Regions from separate parts of the Thunnus thynnus genome. Here region 1 is linked to region 2. The links are chromatin contacts, called in public Hi-C maps. All regions are on one chromosome and are shown on one strand. The core of a region is the stretch at or near the end of the contact, and the rest is flanking DNA. Distances in the headings are between cores, read along the strand shown. Region 1 holds the start of khdrbs1b (KH domain containing, RNA binding, signal transduction associated 1b). Region 2 holds the start of kpna6 (karyopherin alpha 6 (importin alpha 7)).

Region 1 (5,278 bases), core at 1,898-4,397, 290 kb before region 2:
GGTTTTTAGTGAAATGTCTCAAAAAGTATTGGAAGAATTGCCATGAAATTTGGTAAAGACATTCAAAGTTCCCAGAGGATGAATCCTACCAACTTAAGTGATCTGCTGACTTTTCATCTAGCACAACCACTCACTTAAATATCTCAGATTCTACAAGACAGAATGGAACAATGTTTTATACAGACACTTGTGTTTTCCTGACAATAAATCCTAACAACATTGGTGAGCCCCTACATTTATTATTCACCATAAAGTTCACATTTGTGGTTTTTGTGTAAAATGTCTCAAAAACTACTGATTGAGTTGCCTTGAAATTCTGTACAGACGTCCATGTTCCCTTATGATGGACTGTAATGACTTTGGTGATCCTTTGACTTTTCATCTAGTGCCATGATCAGGGCAAAAATTTACCTTGTCCAATACTTTAGTTTAGAACCAAATATCTGCAATACTAATGACATTCCCATCAGTGCTAATTAGCAAATTAGCAAATGTGCTTAGTGCTAATTAGCAAATGTTATTATGCTAAAACTAAGATGGTGGACATGGTAAACATTAGTTAACATCAGCATATAAGAATTGTCACTATGAGCATGTTAGCATGCTGCCGTAGGCATTTGCATCACTGTACTTAAGTATCAGCCTCACAGAGCTGCTAGTTAGTTACTTATGATATTTATTGTGTCATGCACATGCAAGTGCCCAGTCAGTATGGACTTATAAGATGCAAAAAATACTGTTGCAGCAGTGAAACACTTGCCAGACATGAATATAACTTATTACATTAGTCTTCTTGTCTTGTCTGCAGTTTGTAAAAATTGCAGTGAAACCTGCCATAAGGAGCTGCTAAGAATTTCATTAGTTTGACTTTTAGTGGAATGTCAGAGCCCCATGATGCTCTAAATGCTGTTTCACAGGCTCCTCTGCCCTAACAAGGCTAAAACTCCAAGGGAACACTGAATCCTTGCCATTTTTTTTTTTTTTAGAATCTTTGGGGCATGAAAAATGGTCAGATGCAAAGATCTGAAGATGCTGCGGCTTATATAAGCCTAACCCCACTGTTTACCCCCTTCCATCTGCCCCTGTTTACCCCAGACTGTGGCTCTGTATGTTAGGGGACAGGGGATGTCCACACAAGCAGAAGGCAAGAGTGCGAGCTATCGGATTGGAACTCCTCCACCTGCCAAGAGAAGTAACTCTTCCTTTTATGAGCCAATTGAAATTCAGCTCACAGGCTATCCATTCTGTCAATGACAAGAGGAGTCAGGACAACCTTGCAACCCCCAACACTAATAACACTGTAATGGTCAGAGATAGATCAAGCTGAACGCTGATAGTTAGAGCGGGTCTTCGGCCTCCCATAAGTGTTTATTGCAGACAATTTTTGCCTTCATTTGTTTTGAGCAGATGCATGCCTGGGTACACCTGCGGTCGATCGTAATAGTTTTCACTCTGACAGCGGACTGACAAATGACCTGCAGTTTTTGCTGTTTGTTCAAAGAGCATCCGCCTGCAGATAATGCATGTTACTGTATATTCTTAAAGACCCAATACACAGGGAATAGCCCAGTCTTGTTTTGTATGCATTAGACCAAATCTAACCTCTGACCTATTGCGCTCCACTCAATGTCATGACAGGTTCATTACCACCATCTGAATCAGAGAAATCAATCCTTGAGAGGTCTGTTCCAGACATTCTCCTCACTGCGCTTTTCACTTGCACAGATCCCCCCTTAAGTGTTTTTGAATCAATAGAAGTGGAGAGGAAAAGGAGGGGATTAGACTAAGAAAAGGTTTCTTCTGATAGACCCAGTTCCAGCAGCTTGTGGCCCACTCTCTGTCATGATCAGCTCTGGCACTAAGGGGCAGTAGAGAGCCTGGAATGAAACTGCCACATCTTCAGGGCAACCTGTATATATGAGCTGAAATTATATTAACAAATTATACAGAAGATGTGTCATCATCTATCAATATGCTATTCACATCAATTCATATACACTTGGTGAGAAATGTCTTACACTGCAGTACATAAAAATTCAGACATATCATTCCTATTCTCAGACTTAATCTATTTGATTTTCTATTATGAATAGCTTGAGGTATATTTTATTTTCTTGCAGAACCTCCTTTGTGTCATTTGTGATTGACGTGACTTGGTGACACTACACTATCTATCTATCTGTCTGTCTGTCTCTCAATCTATCTATTTTATACTCTCCTTACTCTGTCATATTATCTTCAAGTGATTGTTTTTTTGGAGAATATGCTGTAATCTCTTTGTAATTAACAAATTAAAGGTCACTGTAATGAAGATTAAGGTGTTTGTGGTGATACAGTTAAACATACAAAAGCTTCACCTGCTGGAACTGATTCCAGGAGTTATATAGGTCATATTATAGTTAAAGGTAATCTTATAAAAGAGAAAAGCATTAAAAAAGATAAATAATGGACATTCCCTTCCAATTGACCTGTCTATAACTTGTTGATTGCCTTAAAGCCTCTAATTCTATAAAACACTACATCAAAGGATATATATCGGCTAAGTGCCTATAGTGATAAAGTGACATATTTTCCATATGATCATTGATAAATTAACTTTGAGCACCACAGACACAGACTATAGCCTACCTTTAAATATACATTTAGTAGAAAGTTGCCTTGTGAGGTTTCAGAATCCAATTGTAGGGAACTTCAATACCTTCTGAGTAGTCCAGACTCAGAAAGAGGGGTTCTCAAACTTTTTCACATCAAGGACCCCTAAACTGACACAAATCAGACCACGGATCCACATTTGATAAGATTTTGTCCCAGGGTCCCCCATCTGATAAGATTTTTGCTTTTAAATGTTTAATTACAGAAAGTGTATGAAACCCATGAACAGTCATTCATTCTGTCATTGTGTTACTTATGGATGGAATTATAGTGAAAATAAATTATTCCCCTTTTTGATGGGGACCCCCTGGAACCCCCTCAAGGACCCCTGGGGGTCCCCAGACCCCACTTTGAGAACCACTGGTCTAGACGTTTTTTTATTTTAATAGTGCCACACTCCGTACAGCAGGCACACCCAGACCAATACTGAAAATGTGATAGCGGGATTATCGCTACTGGAGGCACATTCACTCAGCACGCAGTAGGCGGCGTCAGTCTCGAGAAATACGTCCTTCTGAGCTCACTTCCGTCTGCTTGAGTCGGATCGCTATTCTTCCAGTCTCTCACCGCTTTTGTTCTCCCATTTCCATCTAGCCAGCGCTGCTGAAAAGACGGAACCCACCGGCCGGGAAACCACATAGACGCAAAGTAGCGGAGCCGTCCGTCGCAGAAACGCCCGGTAGCCACATGCAAAGCGCCGTCTGCACAGAGGATACGCGGCACTCCGTAGTTACATAACTGGACTACTTTTTTTCTATTATTGTTGGGGTTTTTTTTCAAGCTTTTTTGTTGCACCGAAACTGACTGCCCCCCTCCCTCTAAACTCAAAATGGAGAACGGCGACAAATACCTCCCCGAGCTGCTGGCGGAGAAGGACAGCCTGGACTCATCGTTTACGCACGCCATGAAACTTTTAAACGCAGGTAAAGTGAGCTGACTTGCGGTTTATTTTCACTCAGTGAACGCGGTACACGCAGTGAGTTACAGAGGGGCCACATACGGCTCATGAACGCACCTTAAAAAAAAAAACTAAAAAAAACCCGCACACCTCCACGCTGTGAGCGCCATGTGTTTGCGGACGGGACGGACTGCCCCGTTACACCGCAACACAGTTCGCTCACATCTCAGTCACGGGTATGTGGAGCTCATGTGATGCATGTAGAAGCTAATAACTCTGATATTGGAAATAGCCGAAAGCTATCACAACACCACAGGAGGAGACACGCTTTCAAACCGTTTTCTCAATGATTTCCGCTTCCCCTCGAGCACCTGCGACGAGTCGAGTTTAAACTCTGACTCTTTTGTTGTTGTTGTTGTTGTTCTACTGGTCGTTTGTTTTCGCTGCCGAGCCCCTGTTGAGCTCATTGTCTGGCAGCTGCGTTGCGCAGCAGCCTATAAATGTGCGCCAGTAACCGTGACTGGGGTCACCTCAGTGCTGTAAAAGCCGGGTGAAGAGGCGGTGTGCCAGCGGTGACGGAGACCCGCAGGTCCCGCTCTCTGTCGGCCGCTGCCGAAGTGTCCTTGAGCATGAGACCGCAGACATGACAGCTGCAGGGCTCTGCTGTCCTGTAGCTGAGCTTGAGAAGGGACAAAAAGACACGACTACCTCTGGTATAATGTTTAACCTGTGTTCATCAGCGAGCTCTGAAAACATGGTGTCAGTCGGCCTTATCCTGTTGTTCACCTTTTTAGTTTTCGAGGCACAGCACTGTTGTTATATTGATTTTGTGATATGAGACTAGATATCATCTCAGATTGTGGGTATTGTAATATCATGATATGGCATAAGTGTTGTCTTTTCATTGGTTTAAAGGCTACATTACAGTAAAGAGATGTAATTATTCTGAACTCACCTGTTCCAGCTGTTCTGTTATTTGTCTTTACTGATGATTTATCAAAAATCCGATTGTGTAAATATTTTGTGAACGCACCAATAGTTGTCTCTACAATATTGTCTTAATATCGATATCGAGGTATTTGGTAAAAGATATTATATTTGATTTTATCCATATGGCCCAGCCTGACAGAAATGACCTCTATATAATGTAGTAATTCTGTGGAATGATGTGCTAAAAAGTATCACAGTGTCACCAAGAGTCCACAAGTCCTTACAGGGCTGTTAGACTGATACTATAGACAGGATATAATAAGCTGGCTGTTGACTGCTATAGCTGGGTAAACTGAAGGATTGTTAGTTTAGCGGTTATTTTGTTTTGAGGCTTTGTCGCCCATGTGCTCTCCTAGTGGCTGTGAATCATTTACTGTGAGCTGGTTTTTATTCGCTGCTCCGGTCAAGTGTCTCGGGTACGTCTCCCGATGCCGATATCACGAATAAGTCGGTGTCTTCGCCTGACAGGTTGTGCCAAAATCTAGGCTACATCTCTGAAAATGAAGGTGAGAATGATCCAGAAAGACCAAGTGTGTCAGTGTGTGCTGCAGGTTCAACATCTAGACTGGGTTTGAATCTGACATGTTTGCACATCGTAGACTCAGGAGTTGTCATGGCCGGGAGTGAGGAGGTGTTTTGAGAAGTGATAGGTGCTGTGGGTGCTGTGCCACTTGGAATAAGGGACAGAAGGTGTAGTACAGTTGTAATATAACTGTGTGGTTTTTTTCCCATTTGTGT
Region 2 (4,946 bases), core at 732-3,231:
GACATTTGCCTATGAAACCTCTCCGCTAGATAAAGAAGTCTCCTTACAAGTGAAAAGGATTTATGCCATCAGTCATTCAATCATTCAGCATACAGTACAGAGATGTGCAGATCTCTGAATAAAGCTCTTTTAATTCCTTCAAAATCTGGTCATAGAGAAGGTTCCTGCAGTGGAAATACAATTAACAAACACTGCATCTTCTTTTCAGACGAAACTAAAAACTCATTTTGATGAAATCGCACTTAATCAACACCTAGTTGTAGCTCTCACCATGCTGTAGCGGCGTTGTTAATTTGCTTGTTGAAAATGCAGTGCGGTTTCTCAGTATTGCTGACTCAACCTGGACGAGCAATGGCCACTAATGAGGTCGGCAGGAGAGGTCTTCCTGTTTGTTAATTTTGATCTTTTTTCTCTTTAATTTACAGCAGTTTGAATGTGGATGGGAAAAGTGGGTATTGATTGTAGTGTTTATTATAGCTTCATTATGAGCTAACAGTGAGCGGGAGACTACAGCAGAATGGATTGTTCCTTATATACTTCAGTTTAAAACCCTTCAGTTATGTGCCTTGCTTTGCTCTTATGATTCCATTACACAGGCAGTCTTTACTGTATGGCATTAACTAATGAATAGCCTTTGCTTCTCTGCAAAGTGTAGGCTGTTGTATGATGTGCTTCAGCAGGCCTAGAAATGAGAAAGGCAAAGAACTCACAAAGGAGGCCCTGTGAAATCGGACTCGATGAGCCCCAGCTACAGCCCTGCGGACTGGATCTGAGAGCATTTGAATGCTGCCTCCGTAGCACAAATTGGTCCTGTGTGTTTGTGTTATTTGATACCAGTGGAGAGCTGCTCTCCAGAAAGCAGTCTTTTGATTCATCTCTGTGCCAGCACACCTGCTGAAGGCTGTGAATTCTCAGCCCTCATGGCTTGGCTGAGTGAAGCTCGACCCAGAGCCTGTGGCTACTCTGCGAGAGCCTGGATCTATGAACAATATTTGTTCTTGTCTGCTAAGAAATTGTAATCATGGGAAAGTATCTCAGTTGTGCTACAGTTGACTTGACCTCCAACACCCTTTCTAATAGGGGAAAGAGTCAGCCTGACAGCAGTGCATGACCCGTTGCTGCCATTTTATTTGTACAACATTGCCCCCTAAAGTATTTTTCTGGTGTATCTCTTCAGGCCTCCTCAGGGGGCCCATGTCAGAGGACAATGCTGTATCACACTATAGTGCAGTAATTTACCACTACCTGCTCCCAGCAAATTGACCATGGATACCCCTCACCTGTATTATTGTGTCACGTTCAATTTGATAAAAACACTGGGGAGCCTTGACTGCGCACACACACACACACACACACACACACACACACACACACACACACACACACACAAAACCACACAAACACACACCATTTCAAAGCCAGAGTGACACATGCAGATCCAAGACAGAGAGGTATCTGAACCATGCCAGAGGGTATGCAAAATGGGGACAGCATTGAGAAACAGTGACTTTTGGAAGAAGACTGCAACATGTAAACAAAAAGTCATGTGTCCTCTTGCCCTCCCCTAATAACTGGTATGGTACTTTATGGATAAACTGGGACAGTTCAGCTTTACCTGTTAAGCGACACAATCCCAACCGTGGAACACTTTAGCCTTGGTGGCATTATTTTCAGGATCACTTATACTCATTCAGGCTTTTTGGTTATGAAATTTAAAAATTTACCTTTTAAACAAGACCAGGGTTATGACTAAATCAAAGGGGTTGAAGAAAAGTAACCTTCTTATCTTGGGCACATTATTTTCAGGTTTGTGCACAAAAATGGTTTGCCTGGTAAGAGGTTAACATGACTGACCAGTGTAACTTTTTGAGAATTAAATAAGTCCAGCCTTAAGTTGATTATTAACATATAGTTGGTATTTTAGGTGTCTAACTGTGAGGCGAGTGTTTTGTGAAGCTGGTGCGGCCTCTGGTGGCAGGAAGTCGGCGTTATATTTTGACGTTTCCGTCTCCCGGCCGACATATTGCTTACAAGAGCAAATTCTGGAAAGCTAGAAGAGAGAAAGGATTTAAAATTGACTCATATCTACACGACGTGATACTCTCAAACCATATAGGACACAATGGGTAAGCTTGTTCCGTAAATCAAGAGTACAAATGTTACGTTCAGATCGTTAAAGGTTGTGCCATGTCGCCGGGAGTGATGGTTATGAAATCATGTCACTGTTTTTTAGCTCGTTAGCTCGTTAGCTGCTAGGTTGCTACTTAACTTTGCTGCGTAGCTTTAGTAGCGCTTTGTAAGTTGCTAATTCACTTGCGGCATATAAAACTGCGCAGTGTTATGACAATGTTTCATCTATTATCAGATGTCATGCAAGGTGTAACTACTAACATAATTCCAACCCGAGAAAATAACCAGCGCCATCTGTTAGCAAACTTAAGGAAACTAACGTTAGGCTAATAGCTAACTGTTAGCACCGCGCCGTGCCGTCTTTCTTATGATAGGTGGGGAGACACACACGTACAACTAAAGTCTTAAGTTATTATCTATTATATCAAAATATTGGCTTTCTTGTTGGCAAATATAACGTTACATTCGCCTGTCACTCCGACTCCCGTTGTTCATTAACCTATAGTACGTAAGTGTTGATAGCGGTAATGTTAGCAAAGTTACCGCTATCAAGAGATTTCAAACGTCATGTAGCTGTTTGTTCGGTAGTATTTTGTGTGTGCGACAATTACAACTAGTAAGGGACTTTCAACAACTAAGAAAAGGTTTTAAGTCATCGCTTAGGAAGTGACACACGTGAATAGTCATATTTATTAGTCACTAATTTGGGTGCTAGCGCTAATGTTAGCTACGTTAGCTCTGTCAGTCAGCCCTTTCCTTCAAACGCGCAGAATTACATGTTAGGGATGACACGATTATATTGAATTAATTGTTCTTAATTAGAGTAGTTTGACGATGAAGTGGAAATCAGTGAGCTATGGGATTACATTGAACATTTTGGACAGCTTGCTAGCACCAGTAAGCAATGTATTGACATGTCAGACCGCACATGTGACACTAGGAGTCCCCAAATTTTCCAGACTATTCGCGTACAGAGTCATGCTTGTTTTTTTTTTTTTCCTCAGCATTTGTAATTGACAATAACCCTACTGGTAAGTGATATATTTGAAACGACCAATGAAATAGGGGCAGGGGCAGTCTTTAATATTTAATCAAGTAAATACCATCCTGCTTCATTGTGGTGTCCAATGGAAATATTGCACACAGAAATAAAGCTGGGCCACAACCTTCTAGTCATTATATTTTAGTAAAGTAACAGGAGTCCTGTTCCTCCCTCAGGCTTAATTAGTTTTTTTAATATTGGAAAAGTGTCCTTACTTGAACCATCCTTGGTGTTTGATTTGTCACCAGAGCAGGTGGTTCTGCTTCACTTTATCAGGCTAAATTAAAGGGTTGGTTCTCCAAAATTGCACAAGAACTGATACTATGTAGCCATGCTAATAGTTTGTAGAGGTTTTGATATATCTGCTGCTGAGACAACGGAGGATTTGCATCCCTGTTGTTTCTGTGCAGTTGCAGAAATCTCAGTAGCAGCTAATTCAAAACATCAGAATCTAAAACTGCATCTATCTTTCCGGTGTGAGTCGGCAAACACTTGAACTCCTCCCCAACATTCTGCTTTCTTTCCTCCAGTGTAATACCAATGTAGACGTGCTCTCAGCAGAGCTATTTCTGTGCTATACAGCCAGCAAATATTCAGTGCAGTTCATACACAGCAGCTAATATAACAAACACGCTACAGAAATGAGAGCATCCAGTCGCAACCTGTGCTCGTGTGACGTCCATGCCTGTGGCTTTACCATCTGGACACATTACACACATGCATAAGCTTTTTATGAGGCTGGTTGTGTTGATGTCCTCAAACCAAAGCATGACCTCAATTTGCGCCACTTGTTCCGATATTTAACCTCGGAAACCCCCGCTGTTACGATGGGGTGCTTTTGGCACAGAAGGTTGGCACCACTCTGCGCTGGTGGCAGGTTTCAATGTTGTCCCTACCTCTCTTTCTCTCGCTTGTTGCCCTGGGTGACTCAGGGATCTGCCCAGTGCCCTGTTCTGGTGGCATGACTGCACAAATGCTGAGAATGGGCAGTTTGTCCTGTGTGGGCACCAGTTTATGCTAACTCTGCGATTTAACTTCACTGAATAATTATGTTTGTTCTGCCCACCAGCTGACTAGTTGATGAATAGCTTAGCAGTGTGTGTTTGCATATGCGTGTGTGTGTATTTTTGGGCTGTGTTGTCCAGTCTCTATGAGCCTGTTTATTCAAGGCCTTTTTATATATAGACCTGTGTACATGCTGTTTCATCATCATGGCCTATTATTAGAGATGTCAGGGAGAACAAATACAAACTTTGTCTTTACACATGGTGTATTCTTTAAGTTCAATTCGGATGGTCCAAATTCTGCACTATTTTGTTTCCTACTTACTGCTTTATCGTAATGCTTACCTGTCTGTGGCCCATCAGAGCCGTCAGCCAGTCCGGCCAAGGATAACTACAGGATGAACCGCTACAAGAACAAAGCCTTGAACCCAGAAGAGATGAGGCGCAGAAGAGAGGAGGAGGGCATCCAACTCAGGAAACAGAAACGAGAACAACAGGTATTAAACTAAACCTTGTCCATTCCACTCATCAGGTCCTTTATCTCCCAGTTTGAGTTTATCAGTTTGTAGTCTATGTATAGGGGAAATACTCTGGCTTAACTGTGTCTCTGACTCTGACAATTCTGTAATCACAGCTTTTCAAGAGGAGGAACGTGGATGTTCTCAATGAAGAGGAAGCCATGTTCGAGAGTCCACTGGTGGACTCCCACCTCAGCTCTCCAGTAACAGTGAGTGTCTATTTTCCTAATGCCACTGACACAACGTAGACAA

The links. A called contact is a pair of places that touch in the nucleus more often than the background predicts.
Region 1: a contact with region 2 is called in a Hi-C map of muscle, with 9 times the contacts expected there. The contact joins the promoter of khdrbs1b here to the promoter of kpna6 in region 2. A contact is called at or near these places in 2 of 3 Hi-C or Micro-C datasets (heart and muscle).

The regions. Positions count from the first base shown.
Region 1 is chr15:24,546,471-24,551,748 of fThuThy2.1, reverse strand. It overlaps khdrbs1b (KH domain containing, RNA binding, signal transduction associated 1b), which reads left to right and starts at 3,147. Exons shown (of 12, transcript XR_010931546.1): 1 at 3,147-3,575.
Region 2 is chr15:24,257,142-24,262,087 of fThuThy2.1, reverse strand. kpna6 (karyopherin alpha 6 (importin alpha 7)) reads left to right here and starts at 1,981. Exons shown (of 14, transcript XM_067611487.1): 1 at 1,981-2,126; 2 at 4,540-4,673; 3 at 4,811-4,903. The coding sequence starts at 2,123.